Regions from separate parts of the Rattus norvegicus genome. Here region 1 is linked to region 2. The links are chromatin contacts, called in public Hi-C maps. All regions are on one chromosome and are shown on one strand. Each heading gives the region's core, a stretch centred on a gene start, on an enhancer-like site or on the middle of the called end of the contact. The rest is flanking DNA. Distances are from core to core; before and after follow the strand shown. Region 1 overlaps LOC120095937 (a long non-coding RNA gene). Region 2 holds the start of Sfswap (splicing factor SWAP).

Evidence for each region. A called contact is a pair of places that touch in the nucleus more often than the background predicts.
Region 1: a Hi-C map of the A7r5 cell line shows a contact between it and region 2, with 2.5 times the contacts expected there. The contact joins the enhancer-like site here to the promoter of Sfswap in region 2. A contact is called at or near these places in 3 of 12 Hi-C or Micro-C datasets (the A7r5 cell line, Schwann cells and frontal cortex) and 1 of 1 datasets of contacts at active chromatin or transcription factors (oligodendrocytes).

What each region holds. Positions count from the first base shown.
Region 1 is chr12:33,269,160-33,273,911 of GRCr8, reverse strand. It overlaps LOC120095937 (a long non-coding RNA gene), which reads left to right. Exons shown (of 3, transcript XR_005491912.2): 3 at 1-827. Among named protein-coding and RNA genes, the nearest start is that of Adgrd1, 32 kb to the right of the region's middle. Within about 2 kb of position 1,736, at least 18 of the 93 cell types and tissues checked have an H3K27ac peak or open chromatin away from gene starts, as enhancers often do. A contact at or near this core is called in the A7r5 cell line, where this site is marked.
Region 2 is chr12:32,812,491-32,817,452 of GRCr8, reverse strand. It overlaps Sfswap (splicing factor SWAP), which reads left to right and starts at 1,421. Exons shown (of 19, transcript NM_001400984.1): 1 at 1,421-1,797; 2 at 4,177-4,346; 3 at 4,959-4,962. The coding sequence starts at 1,580. It overlaps LOC134481178 (a long non-coding RNA gene), which reads right to left and starts at 1,555. Exons shown (of 2, transcript XR_010056506.1): 1 at 1,422-1,555.

The DNA of each region.
Region 1 (4,752 bases), core at 487-2,986, 460 kb before region 2:
GAGCCCATGCAGCAACTGCAGGGACCAATGGAGGTCACACTTCTCTCTCCTGTCACGGACTTCAGCTCCCAGGAGCAGCCCAGGAACCACCAGAAGTGCCAGCCCGTCAGGATGCCGAGCCCTTTCAACAGGCCCGTGATCGATGTTCCTGCCTGAGTGGCTGCTTGTGGCTGTCCCCTGTGGCCTATGTGTAAGGCTCTTGGTGGCTGACACGCAACAATTTTTTCTCCTGATTTTCTTTTCATTTTGAGCACTGGTATGAACATGTGGCCCGGTGGTAAGATGTGGTGACTGGGAGGTGACTAGAAGAGGTGTTGGGGACTTGTGTGCTGACCTGTGGAAATACTTCCTTCACATGATTGATTACACACTCTCTTATTGCCTTAGTGTGTGTGTGTGTGTGTGTGTGTGTGTAGGCCATGCATCAGTATGAGGTGTCTTTATTGCTCTCCACATTATTATTATTATTATTATTATTATTATTATTATCATCATCATTACTATGACCTTTAAAGGATTTTAATCTTTTATTTTATCTTATTTATTTTGAAAACTTAAAAAAAATTGCGTATTGGTGTTCTGCCTGCCTGAGGTCATCAGATCACTTGGAGGGGGAGTTACAGTTTTGAGCTGCCATGGGTTGCTGGGAATGGACCCCAGGGTCCTCTGGGAGAGCAGCCAGTGCTCTTAACCGTGGAGCTATCTCTCCAGCCCTTATTTTATTATCTTTAATTACGCGTACGTATGTGGGTCTGTGTGCTTACCTGAGTGCTCAGAGCTGGTGTTTCAGGCAGCTGTGTGCCTCCTACGGTGGGTGCCAGGGCGCAAACTAAGGACTTCTGGAGGAACAGTATGTTTTCTTCACTACCGAGCCATGTCTTCCGCCTGTCCGCTCTAGTTTTTGAGGTAGGTTCTCTTGCTGAACCCAGGGTGTGCTGGTTGGTTGGCCCTGCTGGTCAGTAAGCTCCAGGGATTTCCCCTGTCTCTACGTCCCCAGTGCTGGGATGTCATGTTCATCCTTGTATACGGGTGCCGAGGAGTCAAACTCCAGATCTCACGCATGCGCAGCAAGCACTTTACCGACTGAACCACCTTAGCCCCATTTTCTCCTTTCTTCTGGTTTGGCGCAATGTATCAGGCTATGTGATAAGACACAGAAGGGAGGAACTTGTTCTGTATCACACGCGAGGAGCGCCGTGGCCGCTTGGGGACCCTTGAATCCCTGCATATGATAGATAAGCACAGATCTCTCTCTCTCTCTCTCTCTCTCTCTCTCTCTCTCTCTCTCTCTCTCTCTCTCTCTCCCCCCCCCCCGTGTGTGTGTGTGTGTGTGTGTGTGTGTGTGTGTGTGTCCGTGTGTCCCTGTACTATGCACAGCTAGAGTCCTTGGGATCCACAGACATATAACAGCCTCAGGAGGCGAATGTATCCCAAACACTGAATAGCATCACAGCAGGGCTGAGGAGGGGTAGCAAAGCCACACCCCTTTAGTCTTTGCTGAAAGTCACCCACCCAGATTCTGGGAAGAGTCACATTTTATCACATAGCTTGCGGACCCGGGGCTGTCCCGGAGTTTGCCCTCAGCTCTCAGGATCCAGACGATGACCGGGACCGATGGTTTGAGCATTGTAAGTTCATGAGACGTGTCCGCGGAGCTGAGGCCAAGGGTGTGGCTGCCTGGCTATTGCCTCGGATCTAGCTGGGGAGGTGGGGGTGGCCGTCTTGGCTGAGAACACCCAAGCATGTGGAAACATTTTTTTGCCCTGATATCAGCTGTATTACTCAGGGTTCTAGACTGCGAGTGTAAGAGGGAGCCTGCCTCGCTCAGGCCACAGGGGAGTATCCAAAAGGAGGTTGGGGTCTGCAGAATCGTGAAGGCTGGAGGGTCGGGCTTGGGCACCGGAGCCAACCGAGGAGCAGGGATAGGCTAGATCACGGAGATCCTGCTCTGTGTGAAGACGGACTGTCTGCGGCTGCTAAAGAGGCCATGTCAAGGGGTCATGCTTGACACTCAGGGTGAGAAAGTGAAGCTCTGCTCCATTTGGCTCAGAATGATCTATTGTCTCTCCGCGGGGGCTAACATAGTGACAAAGCCTCAAGAAGCCAAGGGTGAGGGGAGCCATGTACAACTTTATGTCCTTTCCAACTAAGGGCCAGGTGTTCCCAGAGAGGGGACTGTCTTCTATATGTGGTTATTTTGGGACTCAGAACCACTTCCTCACTAAACCCGAGCCCTCTGCCTTCAGGCACAGGGGAAAGGGACAAAATGGCCACAGGGGCTGTAAAATCCCTGGCTCCCATGGCATCGGGTGGGGTGGATGAACCACATCACGTTTACTCGAATTCCCAGAAACACTGTGTTAGCGTGAGGGGTGCTGGGAGGAGTGAGAAGTGGGAGAAACTGGTGAATAGAGACTTATGGGGGGGGGGAGGGCGGTATGATGATGATGATGACGATGATGGTGGTGGTGGTGGTGATGATGGTGATGGTGATGATAGTGGCCTGTTGTGAGTAAAAAGGCTTCAGTATCTGCTCTGAGGGCTGACGCAGATGGGTGGGACTTGGAAGTGTGGAGGGAAGGAGGATGAGCAGCTGTCCCGTGTCAAACCCTTTAAAAAAAAGCATCTCACAGAATTGCAACAACGCCCTGATTAGTAAGTTCGGCTCTTTCCACTTCTCCAGTGACCAAGCTCTGTCGATAGACTTCAGAAAGCTGTTCGGCCCTCCCTCCTCCTCTCTCCCCTTCCTTTCCTTGCAGGGCCAGGTTGGAAAGCAGGTCCTCCTCACACACCCTAGCAAAGCTTTACTCCGGAGCCACAGCCCAGCCCATCAATCTTGTCTGTTCCAAAGCACTCATGCACATTCCACATTCCGTTTACCGCCCAGGATAGGGACCGATGGGTTCTGGCCTGGAATGGAAACGCACTGCTGTGGGTGGGCAAGGGGTGGGCGGAGGGAAATGATGCCATTTGGTGGAGGTGACCCAGGAGCAGGAGAAGCGAGCTACATTTCTGCTGTGCAGAATGCGATGGGTTGGGCGGGGGGGGGGGTGTTGTTGGTGGGAAGTCGGATGGGTGGGAGGAACCGGAGGGAGGATGGACGGAAGAGAATTTATCTGACTCAAGTGAGAGATGTTATTATCATCAAATATTTTCCCTAATTGTGAAAAAATTAAGGGGCTGAGGGGTGCCAAGAAAATGAAGTACATATGCACTAGGCGTTGGCTTTTTTTTGGCAAAAGAAATTTGTCTGTAATCACTTTTACAGAGATATAAAAGGAATTGCCTCTCCCCAATGTGATCGCTTCAGCCTGGCTTTTATCTGTTTCTTCAGAAACATCACATTTTGAAGGGAGTTGTATTAGCAGAAGATGGTGAATTTGTCTGGTAATTGCTTCCTATTATAAATCTAAGCAACATTTAACACCACCCAGGAATGCAGAATTATCACGAATGCTAAACGGAGCAAGTCTCTTTGACTAACTTTTGTTTTTCTTGTTGAAAACAAGTGCTTTGGAGGGGTGTGTGTGTTACAGAACACCATTTTGTGTCTCTTAGCAAGGCTGTGGGATGCAGGTGACACCGTCCTCCCCAGATTCCTGCAGGGTGTTTGGTCGCAGGGATGCCCGGCGGCACTCACCATAGGCAAGAATGACCTACCAAGGAGAGGAAGGAGTGGGACTGCCCTGCTGTTTGCTGTGTGAATCAGCATTCGTGGGGATCTTTGCTGGGGTCTGAATGTCCTACCCCTTAATTTATACAATGATATTAGAAGGTGAGAAGGTCATGCGGGTAGAGCCTTCGTGATTGGGATTACTGAGGGTTTAAAAGGAGCTGCCTGTCCCCTCCACTTCCCACCCCCACAGGAGGACCCATGGAGAGCTCACCATCCATGAACTACTGTGTTAGTGACTTTCCTCGATGCCATGGCCAAAGACCTGACAGAAACAACTCGAGGGAGGTTGGCTCACGGTTTTCTGGGTTCAGTCTGTTCCGGTGGAGAAAGCATGGTGGACAGCAGCTGGACCTTGTGACCAAGCTTGCTCAGATCTTGCTGGATCGGGAAGCACGGCTGAGTTCTAACCCTCCAGGGGACCCAGTACTCCATATCTGCCAGCTAGACCTGGAGTCCCAAAGTTTCCCCAGCCTTCCAATGCTATCCCTTCAATAGAGAAGCATGAGCCCGGGAGAGATAACTCTCCTTCCTCTTGTTCTTCCAGCCCCAGGACTGTGAACTGTGACTCTTCATAGTTCAAAAGCCAGCCAGTCCCTGATGTTTTGAGATCCCATCCCATGGACTGAGGAAATTTTAAACCAAACCCCATTTGCTATTGTGTTTCTAAACCCTCTTTGTAACCCTCCTGATACCAGCATATGTATAGGACTTAAACACTGGACTCTGGGGCCTTCTCCCCCCCACCCCCAACCCCTGCTTACACATTTTCTGAACATCTGAATTTGCAGTGTGGTAAAAACAGGTTTTCACACAGCAAGATTAGAATCTCTTAGCCTCCCCTCAAAACTCAGAAATCTTGTGGAACTGGAGTCCTTGCTTTCTCCTGGGCAGAAGGCTGAAGGAGAGAGACCGGAAGACAGAAAGGAAGGGAGGGAAGGAGAAAGGCAAAGTCAAAGAGAGTCAGAGAGAGAGAGAGAGAGAGAGAGACAGAGACAGAGACAGAGACAGAGACAGAGACAGAGACAGAGAGACAGAGACAGAGACACACAGAGAGAGAGTGACAGAGAGAGACAGAG
Region 2 (4,962 bases), core at 172-2,671:
AAACATAGTAGTTATGGCAAACAAGTATTTTCTTATCATTCCTCAGTATGTATCATATTAATGTCTAGATTTTTTATGTTAGATTAACTTTAAAAATTGCTGATGGAGTCGGGGTGATGGTCAAGCAATGCCTTTAATCCTAGCAGTTGTGAGGGAGAGGCAGGATGATCTCTGAGTTGGAGGCCAGCTTGGTCTACAGAGCAAATTTTAGAACAGTCAAGGCTACAAAGAGACACTGTCTGCTGGTGTGTGTGTGTGTGTGTGTGTGTGTGTGTGTGTGTGTGTGTGTGTGTGAGTGTGAGTGTGCATGCGTGTGCGCCCTGAGTTACTTTACTTAAAAATCATTAAATGAGTTTTGGCTTTAGGTTTAAGACGTCTCTGCAAAGTAACCTTCTCCACATCATAACTGTTTTACTTAGTATACCTTCTAGTCCGTGTACATGTTCATATGCATGTGCGCAGTGTGTACACAAATGCACATGGAGGCCAGAGGTCAATTGTTTCCCTAAATCGCCATCCACTTTTTAAAAACATAGTTATTTATTGGGGGGAGGGGCTACGTGCTCGAAGTCCTTCTCTCCTTCCATCATGTCGAATTCGATCTAACTCGAGTCGCCTACACACATACACACAAAATAAATAAGTTAAACTAAAACGAAAAGGGCTGCAGATATAAACCAGTGATAGTGAGGCCCTGGGTCTATGTTCAGAGCTGAAAGAAATACAGAGTTTTTTTCTTAAGGACCATTGGTGTTCTCTCCGGTCCGACTCTGAACCAATCATCTGGGTCAGACACCAGAAAAACTGCAGCCCAGCAGAGTTCATGTCGATAATACTAGCATCTTAACTGAGCTAGGACTGCCAGAGTTCCAGGCCAATTTGGGTCACAATTGACATCCTGTATTTTAAAATAGAAAAAAAGGATCTGCTTCCCAGAAGGAAACATCCCGTCTCGCTGTTTCCTAGCTGGAGTTTTCCTCCGCCACTGAAGCTCCTAGCCATTGAAAGCCCGCCACCTCGAATATTTAGGGCTCACAAGTCTTGGAAGCTTCCTCAGTCAGATGACTAGGGCTAGGCTTCCTAGTGATCTAAAAAACGGGATGTCAGAAATGAGCAAAAGCCCGTTGGTCTCACTAAGAAAGCTGAGACGCGCTCTCAACGAGATCCCACTTTGCCTACACACCTCGCAGCCGCCTTCCAGCTACAGCGGAAGTTGGCGCGCGGCCACAAACCGCGCTTTCGCCACATCGTAGGAGGTCTCCAAAAAAAGCATAAGTAAAATTTTCTCATAAACACAAATTACTATCTCAAGATAAAATTGTACAACGAAAACTAAGGTCTACGTATTTTTTAGCTATTCAAACGGCTTGTGATCGTGGCGAATCTACCACTACTACTTCCGGAAAGTGCGGGCTTCCTACCGGAAGTTGCGTTTCCTCCATTTTGTGGCTCGCTATGGCGGCTGTGTTGAAGTTACGAAGAGGATGCGGCGCCTTTGACTGAGAGGGTAGGCCAGGCGAGGCATCAGGGACGTTGTTCGGCACAGCAGCAGACCGGCCCGGACGTCGTGGACGCTGTCATGTACGGTGCCGGCGGGGGCCGCGCCAAGGCGGAGAGGAAAGGCGGAGTGAAGGAGGAGGCCGGGCCCGGTGGCACCGGCACTGGGGGCAACCGGGTGGAGCTTCTGGTTTTCGGCTATGCCTGCAAGTTGTTCCGCGACGACGAGCGGGCTTTGGCCCAAGAACAGGGACAGCACCTCATCCCCTGGATGGGGGACCACAAGATCCTCATCGACAGGTCGGTTCCTCCCCCCACCCGTCGACCCTCCCCTCCCTCGCCCGCTTGATTTCGCCTGATGTTGACTTGATGGCCAGGACCGAAAAGGGGGTTTTGCGGAGCCCGGGGACTCGGGGGCCTCCCTGCCCCCACGTTCCCCGGCGTCCGGGGGGAGGGGACGGTGAAACCGGCCCTAAGGCTCCGGCCAGAGCTGGCGCCGCGCCGTCGCCGGAGGGATCGACTCTGCTCCCGCAACCCCTCGAGCCCGGGCTGCTGCTGGCGACTCAGCGCGGTGGAAGCTGCCCGGGCCTCCCGCCCGCGCCGTGGGGCGGGTGCCGCTGTCCCTCCGCTGGCTGTGCGGGAGGGAGCCCGGGAGTGCGCTTTTGTTCCTCCGAAACGCCGCACGCCGAGGCCGTGGGTAGAAGCTTCTTTTGGACCCCGTGAGTTAGCCTGAACTGTCTCTGGCCGGCTTGACTTTTGGCGTCCGGCGAGCCCTTCCCCGCGGTTATGCGACCATTTGACCAACCGCGGTAGTGGGTGAAGTTGCTGTCTGTTGGAAGCCGGTCGACCCCGTGCGGACCTTGCTCTTAGGGGTAGCGTGCTTAGAGCTGGTTTCACTGTTTTCTAAAACTGAAGGGTGGAGCTGGGTTTACCTTTGTGTTGTTTCTTTTCAAATCACATCCACTGAAGGGCACCCTGAGTTGAGGGTAAAGGGGTGGGAATGTGGATTTCTGAAGGTGTTTGATTTGAAAAGAATGGCATTACATGATTGGGTGGTTTGCTCCCCACCTACCTCTCTTCTCATTTTTTCAGTCCCTCTTTCCTCCTCCACCATCCCGGGTTTGGGTATTTGTCCTTCCGTTGGGCAATAGTGCTTCTGGGGCCAGGACTGAAAGGTTCACTTGAGCAACTATTAAGCTGTGGAGTGGTTTTCTCCAAGTGAAGGAAATCCATCGTTTGAGACAAGTAAAACTGGATTCTGCAAAGACTTGGAACTTGCATGACTGTAGGGATTACCTCTGAGCTGGCCAGAACGGACAAGTTAATGACCAGTAGGCCTTTATGATCCCTGACATCTCCATTTGGGGAGAGATCTAGGAAGAAAGGACTTGTGAAGGGAGTGTTGCAGATCAGATCGGCTCTAGGTCTGATGGTCCTCTCTGCTGGAATATGCTATGCCTTTGAACCTCGGTTGATAGCAAGTGATGATCCTTGCCAGGCTCTGGTGGTGACGTGTACTGTTAAAAGTTGGGCAAATGCTGAAACCTCTACTCCGTATGCAGTTCCCGTATCATTCTGTGCATGATTTGAGTTAGATCTCCCAAAACCGGTGGGGAGCAAACACCACACATGTATATGTGTAATATTTGAAAATAATACATTTGTAAGTTAAGGAGGTTTACAATCAAAGATAAACAAATTTTGATAATAAAATGAAACTGTTGGGGTTCCCAGGAATTTTTGGCCTTTTTCCTGTGGTGTACATTTTCCTTCCCTAATTTAGTCTCTATCACAAAAGTAAACATTAATAAATCATGCAAACTTTGGTTTGTCGCTCCACATTCACCTATGCAACCTAAATTTGAGATTTAAACTTCACTAACTCATTTATTGTCTGGCAGTTGTACATTGACAGCATCTCCATTGAGTCTTATGTTCAAACATAGCAAAAAGTGCTCTTCTTAATCCTAATTTGGTAAAGTACCCATTGGTCTTCAACAATGCGTCTTCATCCTGGGACTTAAAGGGATATACTGATGCCTTCCGATGGTTTTGCCATGTTTGCAGTGAACCTCCTTAAACTGCATGTATATGTCACTGTTCCTTTGTATGTGTGTCTCTCTACCACATAACCCAGCACTTCTCTCCTCAGCCAAGTGGCTAGGGGCGAGCCTAGCCAAGATTTTACCTCCAATGGACGCAAGTTTCTTTGGTGAAGATCTCTCCTGAGAGTTCGGGACTAGCAGGAAGAAGCGAGGAAATTTCGCCCGTTTGGTTCTGTCGGATAGGTATTTATGGACTCGGTCTGTGTGAATGTAAGCTGTAATATTTAACTACTGAGAACAGATATTTTTTGCAAGTGGCATTGAATGGTTGGCCAAAGCATACATGGTAAGAACTGCTAGCAAGGGGGATACGTTTTCTACCCTAAAGGATTGTCTGCCTTTAGCTCTAAGTTCTGTTGTGCTGTAGAGAGCTGCTTAGAGTTTGTTATGATTACTCCAGTTAAAAGTAGGTGAGAGATGATTAGTCACGTTAAGTATAAATCTGAAGCTTTGCATTTGTTTTAATATTTTTATTTTATTATTTTAAGTATTTGGTAAGTATGTGCATAGAGTGTCACACACAACCAGCATGGGTGTAGACTTCCCTCCAGTGACCAGCCTGTTCACATTACAGATACGACGGGCGTGGTCACCTGCATGACCTCTCCGCCTACGATGCTGAGTACGCCACGTGGAACCGAGACTACCAGCTGTCTGAAGAGGAGGCGCGGGTAGAGGCGCTGTGTGATGAAGAGAGGTATTTAGCCTTGCATACGGACTTGCTTGAGGAGGAGGCAAGGCAAGGTACTGCTCAAGAAAGACTTACTTCAGCCACACCTTTTTAAAATTTTAAGTATTTAAAAAGTTACTCCCGTTCATTTTTATACTCACTCTTTCTGATATTATCTTGACAGTACCCAGTGGATTGGAAAAACAGGAGTCTTTGCGTTCTGAGAGGACCTCAGGATAGTTTATATATAGAGCCACAGAGAATTTTCCCAGCTTTTGAGGGCAGACTGGGATTTGAAAAAAAAAAAAAACCAAAAAAAAAAAACCAAAAAACAAAAAAAACCAAAACTCTTTAACTGTTCTTCTTTAACAGTATCGTATGAATTAAAATCGATGTTCTTGTGTTTGCCTTAATGATCTTTAATACAGTTCTTAATCCCAAAATTTCCTCAGCAGGAAGAAATTTTCCATAAAAGAGGTGTATTCTTCTATCTGTGGGTAAACACGTACTGGCAAAAAAGTACATGCCAATAGATACCAAATGTCGTTTCCAGAAACATTTTCTCAAAAAAAAAAAAAAAATTGAAAAAGTGTATCGTGCGCTTCACTGATAGCTGCACTTTAGAAGTGTATGTTTTCCTCAGTAAACTTCCATTTTTGTTGATAAGATTCTCATTTTTATTCAAGAGGA